3 separate regions of the Sus scrofa genome follow, and regions 2 and 3 are each linked to region 1. A link is a contact called in public HiChIP or PLAC-seq and promoter capture Hi-C data. All regions are on one chromosome and are shown on one strand. The core of a region is the stretch at or near the end of the contact, and the rest is flanking DNA. Distances in the headings are between cores, read along the strand shown.

Evidence for each region. Promoter capture Hi-C pulls out the DNA fragments that hold promoters and counts their contacts. HiChIP or PLAC-seq counts read pairs in DNA pulled down with a chosen protein or histone mark.
Region 2: a contact with region 1 is called in a promoter capture Hi-C map of fetal liver, with 2.8 times the contacts expected there. The contact joins the promoter of HNRNPH1 here to the promoter of MRNIP in region 1. A contact is called at or near these places in 2 of 5 promoter capture datasets (fetal liver and liver), 15 of 47 Hi-C or Micro-C datasets (alveolar macrophages, blood, embryonic fibroblasts and 8 more) and 1 of 2 datasets of contacts at active chromatin or transcription factors (alveolar macrophages).
Region 3: a contact with region 1 is called in an H3K27ac HiChIP or PLAC-seq map of alveolar macrophages. The contact joins the promoter of CANX here to the promoter of MRNIP in region 1. A contact is called at or near these places in 1 of 47 Hi-C or Micro-C datasets (embryonic fibroblasts) and 1 of 2 datasets of contacts at active chromatin or transcription factors (alveolar macrophages).

Annotation. Positions count from the first base shown.
Region 1 is chr2:78,728,131-78,732,644 of Sscrofa11.1, reverse strand. It overlaps MRNIP (MRN complex-interacting protein), which reads right to left and starts at 2,034. Exons shown (of 6, transcript XM_013987518.2): 1 at 1,822-2,034. The coding sequence starts at 1,887.
Region 2 is chr2:78,958,700-78,963,213 of Sscrofa11.1, reverse strand. It overlaps HNRNPH1 (heterogeneous nuclear ribonucleoprotein H), which reads right to left and starts at 1,758. Exons shown (of 14, transcript XM_021084330.1): 1 at 1,397-1,758; 2 at 155-283. The coding sequence starts at 251.
Region 3 is chr2:78,913,074-78,917,587 of Sscrofa11.1, reverse strand. It overlaps CANX (calnexin), which reads left to right and starts at 1,760. Exons shown (of 15, transcript NM_001243210.1): 1 at 1,760-1,942.

The sequences.
Region 1 (4,514 bases), core at 785-3,284:
AGCATCTCCTTTCAAATGCCGTAAAAATATCATGTATCTTCTACAAGTACATATGCAAGGAATAAATGCATTAAAAATAATAAAAGGTCAGGAAGGACACACAATAATCAGCTAGCTCTGGGGGTCTAGGAGGAGAGAATATGGTAATAACAGGACTTTTGCAATTGGACAGGGCTGGCTCTGCCATTTATTAGATGAAGAGACCACTTGATTTTATCTGGATTTCAATATTCTCACCTCTGTACAATGAGGATACAGAATTCAGAAGCTGTTGAGGGAGTTCCTGCTGTGGCTCAGCAGGTTAAAAACCCAGCTAGTATCCATGAGGACGTGGGTGAGACCCCTGGCCTTGTTCAGTGGGTTAAAGATCCAGCATTGCCACAAGCTGTGGCGGAAGGTCACAGATTCATCTTGAGTCCAGCTTTGCTGTGGCACAGCCCTGTGTCTGCAGATCTGATGGACCCTAGCCTGCGAACTTCCGTATGCTGCAGGTGTGCCTGTAAAAAGAGAAAAAGAAAAAAGAAAAACAGTGGGAAAAGAATCGAGGTGCGAAGCAGATAAAAAATAATAAATTAAAAAAAGGTGTTGAAATTAAATCAGATGTGTGAAACTGCCTGGTACACAGCCAACTTGTAATTAAACTGTCGACCCCCCCTTTTCCCACTTGGTTTCAAATCACTTCAGAGTTGAAAATCACCATGAGAACACGCACTGTATTATATATGTGTAATAATTTAAAAGTGAAAATGACTCCCATTTATTCTCAACTTCTAGAACTGAAAAATGAAATAAGTAAAAAGTCTCTGAGTTCCCTAAAACGGCCCTTACAAAGTCACAGCAAACTTAATAGGTACATACTCAGAGCTTTACTGACTTTATTTATTTATTTATTTCTTGGTCTTTTTAGGGCTGAACCTGTGGTATATGGAGGTTCCCAGGCTAGGGGTCGAATGGGAGTATCAGCTGCCAGCCTATGCCACTGGCCACAGCAACGCCAGATCCCAACTATGTCTGCGAACTACACCGCAGCGGATTGAAATGTTGGATCCTTACCCCACTGATGGAGGCCTGGGATCGAACCCACGTCCTCATAGATACTAGTTGGGTTACCACTGAGCCACGACGGGGAACCCCCACGCATTACTGACTTTTAAACAAATATTTTGTACGTAGTCTGATGCTATCCTTTTTCAGGGCACAGAGCAGCAGATAACTAGGAGGAGAAGGGGACTACCACAGCCGATACACTGACAAGCGTGACAGCATCAAGCAGGGAGAGACAGAACACGATCCAAGAAAGAACAAGTGACATCCCCTATCTTAGGTTTTCAATCAGGGAAGCAATGCATTTTACAAACTTCGATTATCCCTCACCACATAGATAGAGACGAGGGCAAAGGGAAAGAATGCCAGCAGGGGTAAATACAATAAAATTCCCTTTATTTAAATTAGGAAAGGGCCACTTTGGGTGCTAGGCTCTGCATAAAGGAGGCTAGCTTCTATCTGTAACCAGGTGTGCCCTGCTAAAGCTCATGAGGCCGCCTCCGCAGAAAACTTTACGACTGGTTTCTGCCAATTTTTACAAGCCAGCAAAACCCGAAAAAAAACCCAGAACATTATGGAGAAGGGACATCCCTAAAATCTAGTTCTCAGGACAGACGCTGTCACAGGTCACGACCCCAGGCACAACCCGCAAGCGCCCGAGACAATGCCCATGCCTGGGGACAGGGCGCGGGGAAGACGTCCAGCCCCCCGCGGCCCCACCTCATCCTGCCCGCTGTCCCCGACCTCGGAGGAGCGGGAGGCTGGAGCCCATCCCACCTGGTGCGCCTGGAAAAGCAGGCAGTGGCAGCATCGCAAAACCCGAGCCTGCTGTGGAGGCGCCATGGCGACTGCTGGCCGGCGCGCGCGCTCTGTCCGCCTGTCCGCCCTGGCTCCGCCCACTTCTTGCGCCCGGGCCCCTCCAGCCTCAGGCTCCGCCCCTTTATGCGCTCCCGCCCTGCGTTTCCCGCCCACACTGCTCTGCCCGGTTCTGCGGCCTTGGGCTTCTCTACCCCCAGGTGTTTCTCCACGTTCGGGTTGGTCCGCAGTCGACTTCAGGCTACTGGGGTCTTCTCTCTGCTACCCAGTCAGGCGTTGTTTGGAGTTTGCGTCAGTCAGGTCCACCGGTTCTCGTGAGCCAGTTCCCAGCTTTATTTAAAGGAGCGTTTTAAAGTTGCAAGGTTGGGGGAGTTCCTGTTGAGACGCAGCGGAAACGAATCCGACTAGTTCGTGGGTTGGGGTTCGATCCCTGGCCTCGCCCAGGAGGTTGGGCATCCGGCATTGCTGTGGCTGTGGTGTAGGCCAGCAGTTCGGGTACAGCAGCTCGCTAGTACTCCAGTAGGTGTAGCTCAGATTAGACCCCTAGCCTGGGAACTTCCATATGTCGCAGGTGTGGCCCTAAGAAAACCGGAAAAAAAAAAAGTTGCAACGTTGGGGTCTCTAGCTGCCGCTCCAGGTCGGCCCTTTGTTGGCACCGTTTCTTCTGCTTCTCTTAGCCTGAGAGAGGGAGCTGGAGGGTGCCGCCCTACTCCAGCTCACTTCTTGGGGCCAAAGTTGGGATATGCAGGACCGCTGGTCAGAGGTGGTCCAGTTAAACTTTGAGCTGCAGCACCAAGAATCCTGGGAAAATAAACAGTTCACCAGACCTATGCTTCTCAGAGAGGGAACCGGAGACGCCTGGCGGTTGAAAATGAAATCAGTCTTCTGACACCTGGCGGTTGAAAATGAAATCAGTCCCCCGTTACCGTCCAGGGTTCTTGGATTCCTTACTCAGTAGAAATTGATAAAGAGGCCAGATAAGAAATTCAGACAAGGCGTTATTGGGACTCATGCTGCGGCAAGGGGGAGTGAAAACAATAACGGATTCCTTTGCTTACTTCTGGGGTATTGGTGCTCAGCGTGGGATCTGGTTGCCTAAGTGACCTGAGGGTAAGGACAGGTCCAGCAGTCAAGCTGGCAGGGTGGCTTGGGTGGTCTGTCCACCCCCCTAGTGGTGCAGTGGGCAGGGATTATGCACAATACTCTGCTTTTGCTCCCCACCCCTCAGGAGTGAAAGCTGAGTTTTTGGTCTTTTTCTTGTGTCTTGTTCATAATTTGCCCCAACTGTGTATGCACACAGCTATTTTTAGTCCCTTAGAGTTTCTTTGTATTTTGTTGCTGGAGGAGAGGTTTGTCCAGGTGCAAGTACTACCCCAAAGGGGCCCAGGTCCCAGGCTGTCTCACTTCCTGCAGCCCTGAGAAAGCTCTGCTCTGAAAGGTGGAGGCCAAGTCCTGCTCTGGGCAGGGAGGAACAGCTCACCCCTCATGTCCCAACTTCAATGGGACCCCAATGCCAACCTGCCTAGACATTCACACATGCCTGACAACATAACTCATCTTGTTAAAAGAAAATTAAAAATGCCCAAGTCTGGAGTTCCTGTCCTGGTGAAGCGGAAACAAATCTGATTAGGAACCATGAGCTTGCGGGTTTGATCCCTGGCCTTGCTCAGTGGGTTCAGGATCCAGCGTTGCTGTGAGCTATGGTGTAAGTCGCAGACACGGCTTGGATCTGGCGTTGCTGTGGCTCTGGCGTAGGCCAGCAGCTGTAGCTCCGATTCGACCACTAGCCTGGGAACCTCTATATACCGTGGGTGTGACCCTATAAAAGACAAAAGACAAAAAAAAAAAAAAAAAAAAAAAAAAAAGCCCAATCTTGACAAGGATGTGGTAAAAGAGGAACATTTCTTAAAGGATGCTGGAAGAATGGTAAAAGGGAAAAACAATCTGGCTATTACCTCTATCTGAATAATCTGAATCACCCAGACTTACTGTTTATGCAGTAGTGATACTTGAAGTATAACAGGAAAAAAGTGGAAATAAGAATGGAAATAAGAATGCTAATAGACCGTAATGCAGATCCATTACAAAAAGTTTGAGTTTGGAGTGAAAATGCTGGTATGTGTTCTGTTGGGAAGCAAGGCAGCAACAAAATATGCATAATTTCAATTACATAAAACCAGGCATTATTTATTTCTGGGTGTGGGAGGCAAGGGTTATAGGTGATTTAATATTTTTAATATTTTCCCAATGTTGCACAATAATATATATTAGAAAAAAATTAATTTTAAAAATTATGGTTGAGACTGACTATACAGACAGTGACCAGTCCACCTAGGACAACCTCTGCAATAACCAAACTCCTTCAACCCCCAGACCCAGCCTCAACTTCTGCAGGAGTCGGGACTTGGTCAGTCGTGGCCAGTTGCCCTCTTTTTCGCACATTCCCACTTCATCTCAGGACCAACTGGAAAAAGCCAATTGTGCTTCCCAAGCCAATCATGGGAGACGTCCTGCTTCTAGTCAGCCGGCCCATTTCCCCCACTGCAGCCTCTAACCAGGGCACATCCGAAGCCTTCCCTCGTTTTCCCCTTACACGGCCTTCCCATCCTCAGCCTGCCTTTGAGTCACTGCCAAGTGCAAGTAACAGTGGCTGA
Region 2 (4,514 bases), core at 509-3,008, 230 kb before region 1:
GGCGCGAGCAGGCCGGCGGGAACGGCTGCCGCCCGCGCCCCACCAGGGGGCGCCCCGGGCCCGGCCCGGCCCGGCCCGGCCACCGCCGCCTCCCCGCCCGCCCGCCCGCCCTGCGGCCTCGGCCGCTTAACTCCCGCCTCCGCTTCAGACTCACCAGAAAAAAACCGCTGCACTTCGTCCGCCGAGCAGGACCAGGGCAAGCCCCGGACCTTCACCACGAATCCCTCTCCGCCTTCGGTGCCCAACATCATCGTCTCTTAGTGCGTTCGGGCGTCGAAAAAGACTGCAAAGTGGGGATGACGGTCAGACCTGAGAAATGTTAAAATTAAACAGCCTTCCGTTCCGCTCTCGAGACGCCCTGCCGCCCCGCCGCGGCGCCTTAATAAAGGCCGAGGCCGTGCGGACTTCCCGACCCCACATACTCCAACGCCAAACACCCCCTTGGCCAGCGGTCGGGCCCCCGAAGCCGCTCTGTGCACCAGGTACCGGTGCCCCAAGCCAAAGGGGAACCCGGCCTAACGCCAGCGTGGAAGCAAGGAAATGGCGGCGACCGCTTCCGCTCCGCCTCCTCCGACATCTCACACAATAGAGTCAGCGCGGCCTGCAGGCCTCAGCGGCCCTGCCAAGACTCGGCGAACCATTCCTCGCTCCCAACGGCAGGCCGCACCTTGCTAAAGCCTCCCAGGTTCCACAGACTCCTGGGGGTAAACAATCCTCGTAAAAATGGCATCCTTGGAGTCCGCTTCGCGGTAAACACGGAGCAACAAACACTCACCTACACGAACAACTTCGGCGTGGCTGAGAAGAAATGGCCAGCGGGCGCCTGCGCAACCTAAATAAGGCGCTTAGAACAATCTCTGCGCACGCGCAGTCAGGTGGCCGCACCGCCCCGTTGCGTCACACAGAGCTTGGGCGCATGCGTAATTTTACGTTCCAGCCCATCTCCAGGCAGCAAGTTATTAAACGCTGGCGTTTTAGGCTCAGCCCCTCCCACCTCCTTAAACCCGCGGGGCTTTTATGCGCCTGCGCCTTCCCGCGATTATTGCGAGCTTTAGCGGTTTAATTTAGTTTCACGCGCATGCGTCTTCCTTCAAACCGTTCTCTGATCTTACCCGCCAGAAGGGGGGAGGGGAATGGCGGCTGTCAGGTCCTTTATAGGAACTGTACTGTGTACTAGCCTCTGGGTTGTGATGAGGTGCCGCTTAGCCCATTATCTACAGTCCTGGACGACCTGAAGTTACAGGCGCTCCCCGCCCTTGTGCAGCCTATACACCTTTTCTTCCTAGAGCCAGCCCGTGGCAAACAGCGCTGCGGGACTGCGTGCTTCCCGCGCCCGAAGATATCCCGGCGGCGCCGGGAGCGAGTCCTGGGCCTTCCTGCCGCCACTGTTCCTTACCTGTCGTCGTTGGGCCTGGGGCCCCATGCAGAGTCCCTGTGCCCGTGCCTCAGTCTCGTACTCCGCTTTTGCCCTAACGAACTCGCGCTTTGTGACCCCCAGCTGCCCCGCCCCAAGACCTGCGGGCCCTGAACGCCCCGGGCATTAGCACGAGAGGCGGGCGCGGGCATTAGCACGAGAGGCGGGCGCCGTACGCCGAGTCCCGCTGCGCGTCGTGAGTACAGGTTGAGCAGCCAGTGCGCGTTGCTCCGCTTTCTGGAGCGGGTTCCCGCTTGATTTTCCCAAGGCTAAGTAGGAACCGTTTTGTCCATCCCTAGATGGAGACACTCGCCCTGGCGAGACTCCAGGGTCATCTCGTGTGCGCACAGAACTGGAGGCTGGTGATGCTCGTGATTTCCAGTAGCACTGCAGGAATTGGGACCTTGCTCATAGGCTCTCAGTGCTCCCTTTGTCTGATCCTGCCTATCCTCCCCACCTCCAGCCTGGTGGACACAAGCAATAAACACGGAGTACCACAGCAAAGACCTCTCTGAGTGCCACTACTCAGAGATGCAAGAAAGCATGTTTTCGCCCCTGCGATGGTCTGGAGGCCGTATCCAGTTTTAATAGGTTTGAGAAAACTGGAGAGGACATCAGTGGAATAGAGGGAGAAGATGATCCAAGGTCCCAGAAGTAGGCAGGGGCCAATCCTGCCAGGCCATTTAGGCCTTGGCAAAAGTGATAATTACAAGCACAAGAAAAGGTTCTGGCAGGTCTTCAGCAGGGCGCAAGAAGAGCTGTTCGAAAAGAAAAACTCTGCTGCTGGGTGTAAAGGGGACACAGATGGAACAAGCACGGTGAATGCAACTGCCTGCCCTCAATTGCACACGGAGCTAGAGGAAATAGAGGGCATTTTGGCTAAAGTCACTAAGATGGGATTCCCAAATTGTCTAGATCAAAGGTCTATTTCTGAGTGATTCAAAAGCAAGGAGAGGAGTTCCCATCCTGGCTCAGCGGAAAAAAATTCGACTAGTATCCATGCAAACGAAGGTTCAATCCCTGGCCTCGCTCAGTGGGTTAAGGATCTGGCATTGCTGTGAGCTGGGGTGTAGGTTGAAGACCCGACTGGGACCTGGCATAGGATGGTGGCTGCAGCTCAGATTCAACCCCTGGGAACCTCCATATGCCGCAGGTACAGCCCTTAAAAAAAAAAAAAAAGGCAAGGAGAACAGTTTTTGCTCTTGGCCACTGTCTCTCCAAAACATCACAAGACTGTCTTAAGGTTTCCTAACAGGTTACATCATTTGAGAGCTTTGGTCTTATTAAATGACCTAAGAACACTAGTTTCTGGTTAGGTGAAGGAAAAAGCCTGACCCCCTCAAATCATGTCTTTACCTTTCAACAACCTGGCTACATGTCTAAGATGTTTATTTTCCCTAAAGTTTTCTGGGATTTTTTTTCACAGTAAGTAAATGTGATGTGTAATCATCACAGAAAGATAAGATCATTTCCTTGGATAGATTTCTAGAAGTAAACTAGGAAGGACCTAAATATTTTTAGGGCCTACCCTAAATTAAAGGTTTGACAACCCCTCTCAGGGGCAGGTGAGGGTTCCATATCCTTTTGCTTTGCTGACACTGAAAATTCCCTTTCTTTTATCCTCTGCCAATATTTTTATTTTTTGGTCATGCCCAAGGCATGTGGAAGATTCCAGGCCAGGAATCAAACCCATGCCACAGCTGTAACCAGAACCACAGCAGTGACAGTGCTGGATCCTTAACCCACAGAGCCACGAGGGAACTCCCCAGAAGGTTTTCATTTTGATGAAGTCAAAGCTATGGATACTTTGTCTTTAAGCTTAGAAAGTTTGTCTTTAAGCTTAGAAAGCCTCTTCCCAGGAGTCTCCTTGTGGCTCAGCCAGTTAAGGATCTGGCATTGTCACTGTTGTGGTGCCCTTCCACATGTGAGATGTGGCTTGCGGGGGCGGGGGAGCTCTTTCCCATACAAAGATAAAGCATATATTTATTAATTATCTTTTTCATCAACTTTAAACACCTTTTTTTCAGTTTAATCTCTCTAAATTACAGATGTGGGAAGTTCCTGTGCGGTGCAGCAGGTTAAGGATCCAGCATTGCTGCAGCAGTTTCACAGACTGTAAGTGCAGTGAGGGTTCAGTCCCTGGCAGGGGAACTTCCACATGCTGGGTTGGGCCAAAAAAATAAAGGATGTGCCTTAAAAAATAATGGCATGTTGTGGGATTGGCTGGGAATTTGGGGTTAGTAGATGCAAACTATTACATTTACAATGCATAAACAACAGGGTTCTACTGTATAGCACAGCAAACTGGGATAGAACATGATGTACAAGAATATTTTGGAGTTCCCGTTGTGGCGCAGTGGTTAACGAATCCGACTAGGAACCATGAGGTTGTGGGTTCAGTCCCTGCCCTTGTTCAGTGGGTTGACGATCCGGCGTTGCCGTGAGCTGTGGTGTAGGTTGCAGACGCGGCTCCGATCCCACGTTGCTGTGGCTTTGGTGTAGGCCGGTGGCTGCAGCTCCGATTGGACCCCTAGCCTGGGAACCTCCATATGCCGCTGGAGCGGCCCAAGAAATAGCAAGAAGACAAAAAAAAAAAAAAAAAAAAAAAAAAAAAAAAAAAAAAAAAGAATATTTTAACAAAAGGGAGTTCCTGTTGTGGCGCAGTGGAATCGAATCTGACTAGTATCCATGAGGATGTGGATTTGATCCCTGGCCTCACTCAGTGGGTTAAAGATCCGGTGTAGCCCTGAGCTGTGGTGTAGGTCACAGACTTGGCTCAGATCTAGTGTGGCTGTGGCTGTGGTGTAGGCTGGCAACTGTAGCTCTGATTTGACCCCTGGCCTGGGAACTTCCATATGCTGCAGGTACAGCCCTAAAAACCAAAAGAAAGAATGTATAGAAATTCACCCTGTGGCACACTGGGTTAAGGATCCAGCATTGTCTCTGTGGTGGCAAAGTTTAAATCCCTGGCCCAACGCAGTAGGTTAAGGATTTAGTGTTGCCACAGCTGTGGCTCAGGTTGCCCCTGTAGCTCAGATTCAATCCCTGACCCAGGAACTTCCATATGCCATGGGTGCAACCAAAAAAAAAAAAAAAAAAG
Region 3 (4,514 bases), core at 511-3,010, 190 kb before region 1:
CCAAATCTTCAACTGCACCCTTGTTAAGCTCAAGGAAGCTTCAGTTAACACTTGAGGATTATGGAACCACATACTGCATGGAAGGTACCCACACCTGAAGTCAGAAGATGAGTGGATCTCCAAGCCAGAAGATAAATGAATCTCCAGTCGTGGTTATGGCAAATCAACAAGAAGGAAACTGCCCTGACAGATAACACTTGGACTGCTCCATCTCTTGGTAAATAAGCCATCATGCAGGATCTTACCTTTTTTTTTTTTTTTTCCTCTTTTCTTTCTTTCTCCCCCTCCCTCCCCCTTTTTTTTTGTTTTTGTTTTTTTTAGGCCCACATATGTGGCATATGGAAGTTCCCAGGCTAGGGGTTGAATCAGAGCTGCAGCTGCTGGCCTACACCACCGCCACAGCAACATGGGATTGCAGATGTGATAAATTCATTTGAGTAATAAGAAAAATGAAAAAAACAAAAACAACAACAACAAAAAAACCCATGGGATTGCAGCCACATTTGTGACCTACGCCTAAGCTTAGGATGGATCCTTAACCCACTGAGCAAGGCCAGGGATTGAATCCGCATCCTCACAGACACTATGTTAGGTTCTTAATTCACTAAGCCACAATAGTAACTCCTGGAGGATCTTATTCATGAAATCCGTACTGTTGGAAAATGCTTCAAAGAAGCAAACAACATCCTGTGGCCCTTCAAACTATCTTCTCCTGAAGGGCCCAGATAAATAGATCTAACAGGCTTATTAAATGGATGAACTGAGTTGTCTATGTGATTATTTTTGTAATCTGGGTCAGTAAATAAAGTGACTTCAAATTGTGAAAAAAACAAACACAAAATTCATTCTTCAGAGATTTGGCCTCAGCTTCCTTTTAAGAACATTGTGCTTTAACGGAAAAAAAATCTCTAACAAGATCCTTAGTAGGATCTACAGTCCTGCTCTGTCTCAGGCCCAGAAAACTGAAGATGTGCTAAAAGTTAGTTACAAAATCTGTGGTGTGTTTGAAAATTTTCCATTGCACCATCTTTTTCTCACTCACTGCTGTTAAGTGTGATTGTGCCCTTTTTGTCTTATCTTGCTTTTGGAAACATCACAAATTGAAAGTTGAAGTAACGCTGGATTATAGTATTCTGGGCTATATTTTGACGTTGGGTGATAAGGCGGCCTCAGACTGCTGGGCCCAGAGCAATGACTCTGCAGGAACGGTGGCGCCTGGTGTACAGCGACTCCAGGACAGGCCAAGGGAGCCGTGACTGATTCCATCATATCTGCGCACTCGCTGCACTGGAAACCAGGTCCTTCCCGATGGCTCAATGGACCTCCCACCCATCCTGCCAGCTTCCATTTGCTCTCTCATCGAAGGGAATGAGATGCCAGACCCCGAGGCCCGGGTCCAGGCACCTGAACGGTCGAAACCATAGAAATTAGGATGCAGTGCCGGGCAGCGCGCCCACTAAGGCACCAGAACAACCAGCGCGGGAACGCCTGCCTGGCCAGTCCCGCCCCACGACGCGCGCGCGCGCGCGCGCGCCCCCGCCGATCCCGATGCCGCCGTACACCGCCTCCTTCCATACTGCCCAACCAACAGCCACTTCCTGCCTCACTCCTAACCAATCCCCACACTCCACGAAGAATAGCCCTAGGGGGCGTATGGGAAGGTGCATAGAGCGATGGCCACAATAACCAATTGAATTCAGGATCTTGCGCGAGAGGGCGGGACTTGGCGCTGGTGGTAGCTACTGAGGAGACAGGGGCGGACGCAGGGCCGGGCTTCGTGCGGTGGGGCTCGCTCGCGCGGCGGCTGCAGGAGTCGAGGCCTCTTGGTTCTGCGGCACGTGACGGTCAGGCTCCCTCAGCCGCTGTCTCCACTGCAGCGTGGGGCCAGGTGTGCGGGCGGGAGGAGGCGCGGGCACCACCGGCGGTCCTCCTGAGGCTTGAGGTGAGACAGGGGCCTGCCCGTGTCTTCGGGCCTGTGAGGACCCTCGGGGGCCTGGGTGCGCGGCCTGGCGGCGGAGGTCTCGAGAAGCCGGGCGTGGCCGGGGCTGAGGGGTCCGGCTGAGTTTCGATGGCTCAGGCCCTGGTGGACCCGCCAGACGGGATGGGTTAGGCCTGAACCTGGGCCGCTTGAGTTGCGGAGCCAGGCCCAGGCCGCGCCGCCGGGGTTGGGAGGCGTGGCAGGTGTCCTAGAGCCTTTCTTGACCTCTGGGAAAGCTAACTTCTCTTCATGGTTCTGCTTCTAGGGCTTTCTTATACCTATTGCTGACTGCCTGGGAAGCTGTGAGGTGGGGTAGAGTAACCGGGTAAAGGTCTGGAATAGGATCGGGCCTTGTTGGTACTCTTAGTAGTGGGGAAAGGTGATAATAGGACAGAGAGAGGATATTTAGAATTAGCATTACAGATCTAAAATTTGAAAATTAAAACCGCAAAGTGAAGACTGGACTGTAGCAGCCTGAAGAGTATGGAGAATGTGCTAGAACACGCACTGGTTAAAAAACTTAAGTCCTAACATTTACATCTATTTGGAGATTGGGGGAGTAAGTAATCTCGTCGTAAATTCAGTGGGCTTTTAAAAGCAGGAAAGCACCCAAAAGCTCTCCGTGGGCAGGTCGTTTTATAGTGAAGGAAACTGAGGCCCAGAGCTCAGAAATGATCGGCCCAAGGTCATGCGATTAGTTTTATGATCACGTTGGAATTACAGTTGAAAGCTAGGCAGTTTGTGTGTAGTGGTTAAGACTAAGGCCCTTGTTCAGGTCCTTCATCAGCCATTTGTTGCTATGTGAACCTGGGCAGTTCACTTCGTTTCAGATAATGGATGTAATACCTGATAGAGTTGTTGTTACCATTAAGACGTGTGTAAGAAAGAGCAGGAAAGTTAGATGTACATTTTTAACTGCTTGATAAATGACTGCAGTAAATTATTATGGTGAATGCTGTTGATCCACTACACTAACATCCTAATTAGCTAAGTCCTATTTTCCAGGACCTGAAGTCACATTTATGGAAATAGGAGGAAGAAACTGGACCTAGTGGTTTGACTGCTGATTGAGGGAAGTTAAACTGAGCTGGATATTAATTAAAAGCTTGGGAGGAGAAAGGTGAACCACAGTTAGGTCTCTTTACCTCTAATTTAAGAAATAGAACCTTTTACTTAATTTCTTAATGGGTAGAATGGTGTGGGGAGGTTTTCGTTCTGTTTTGTTTTGTTTTAAGAGGGGAACCCCGTTGATCTTCAAGACTGTTGTGTACCTCACTCTTTTTTCAGTACTGTTGAAGGGTCACTGCTGAGTTGTATATTTGCTGTAGTTAGAGCAGAGGTAAAGCACTGTGTGGGAGTCCTCCTGTGCACCAGTCTGTGTGCACAAGCAAACAAGCCAGGAAACTGGATCATGAGGTGGCTACAGTGAGCTGTGTATTGGAGTAAATGTGTTGCACCGCAGATTTTCTGACCTATCCGATAATGGGTGTCAGCATCCCTTCCTACTTGACTATCTCTCCTTAACAGTTTCAGCTAACACATTATCTTCCAAAGAGTAAACGTTTTGACAGAAGTTGTTGCTGCAGTTTTGGCAATCCTGCTATTGCATCCTTTCAGTTACAGAGTTCACTTTGCCCTGAGAGATAGCTTAAGGGAACGAAGCGACAGTTGGTAAGCATAAATGCAGACTCAAGAGACTTGAATTCCAGGCCCAGCATGGTAACTAGCTTATGAGCTAAGTTGGTTTCTATGTCTTTAAAATTGGAGTGAGGAATCCTCTGACTACCTACCTTACCATTAGGGGGCTTTTTAGGAGGGACAAGTAAGATGGTGAACATGAAACTACTTTGTTTTTTTTTTGTTTGTTTTGTTTTTTGTCTTTTTGCTATTTCTTTGGGCCACTCCCTCGGCATATGGAGGTTCCCAGGCTAGGGGTCTAATCAGAGCTGTAGCCACTGGCCTACGCCAGAGCCACAGCAATGCGGGGCAACGCGGGATCTGAGCCGCGTCTGCAACCTACACCACAGCTCACGGCAACGCCGGATCGTTAACCCACTGAGCAAGGCCAGGGACCGAACCCGCAACCTCATGGTTCCTAGTCGGATTCATTAACCACTGCGCCACGACGGGAACTCCCATGAAACTACTTTGAATGGAATAATGAACTGAACTGTGCAAAGAAGAGCTGGCAGCTCATAACAACTCCTAGAAAATAATAAAAGTGCCTGAACATAGTTATAACCTGTAGACTTACTGTAGAATTGCAGGAAGGTACAGGTTGAATATTTTGTTGCCTAAAACAGATGTACATTTAAATTAATCTTAGCTATGAGCTGTGAAAATTATTTGGAGAATTATGCTTTTTAGAGGATTTAGAATCTTCAGCAGCGTTTGAGTAGCCACCTCTTAAACCTTCTTACTTTATAGGAAAAAACCGCTATGGAAAAATAGATTTTAATGTTCCTGTCAGTGAAAAGCAAACTTCAAAACAGTAAACTAGGAAACTAGGCAGTATATATCTATTTTCAAGTAGATG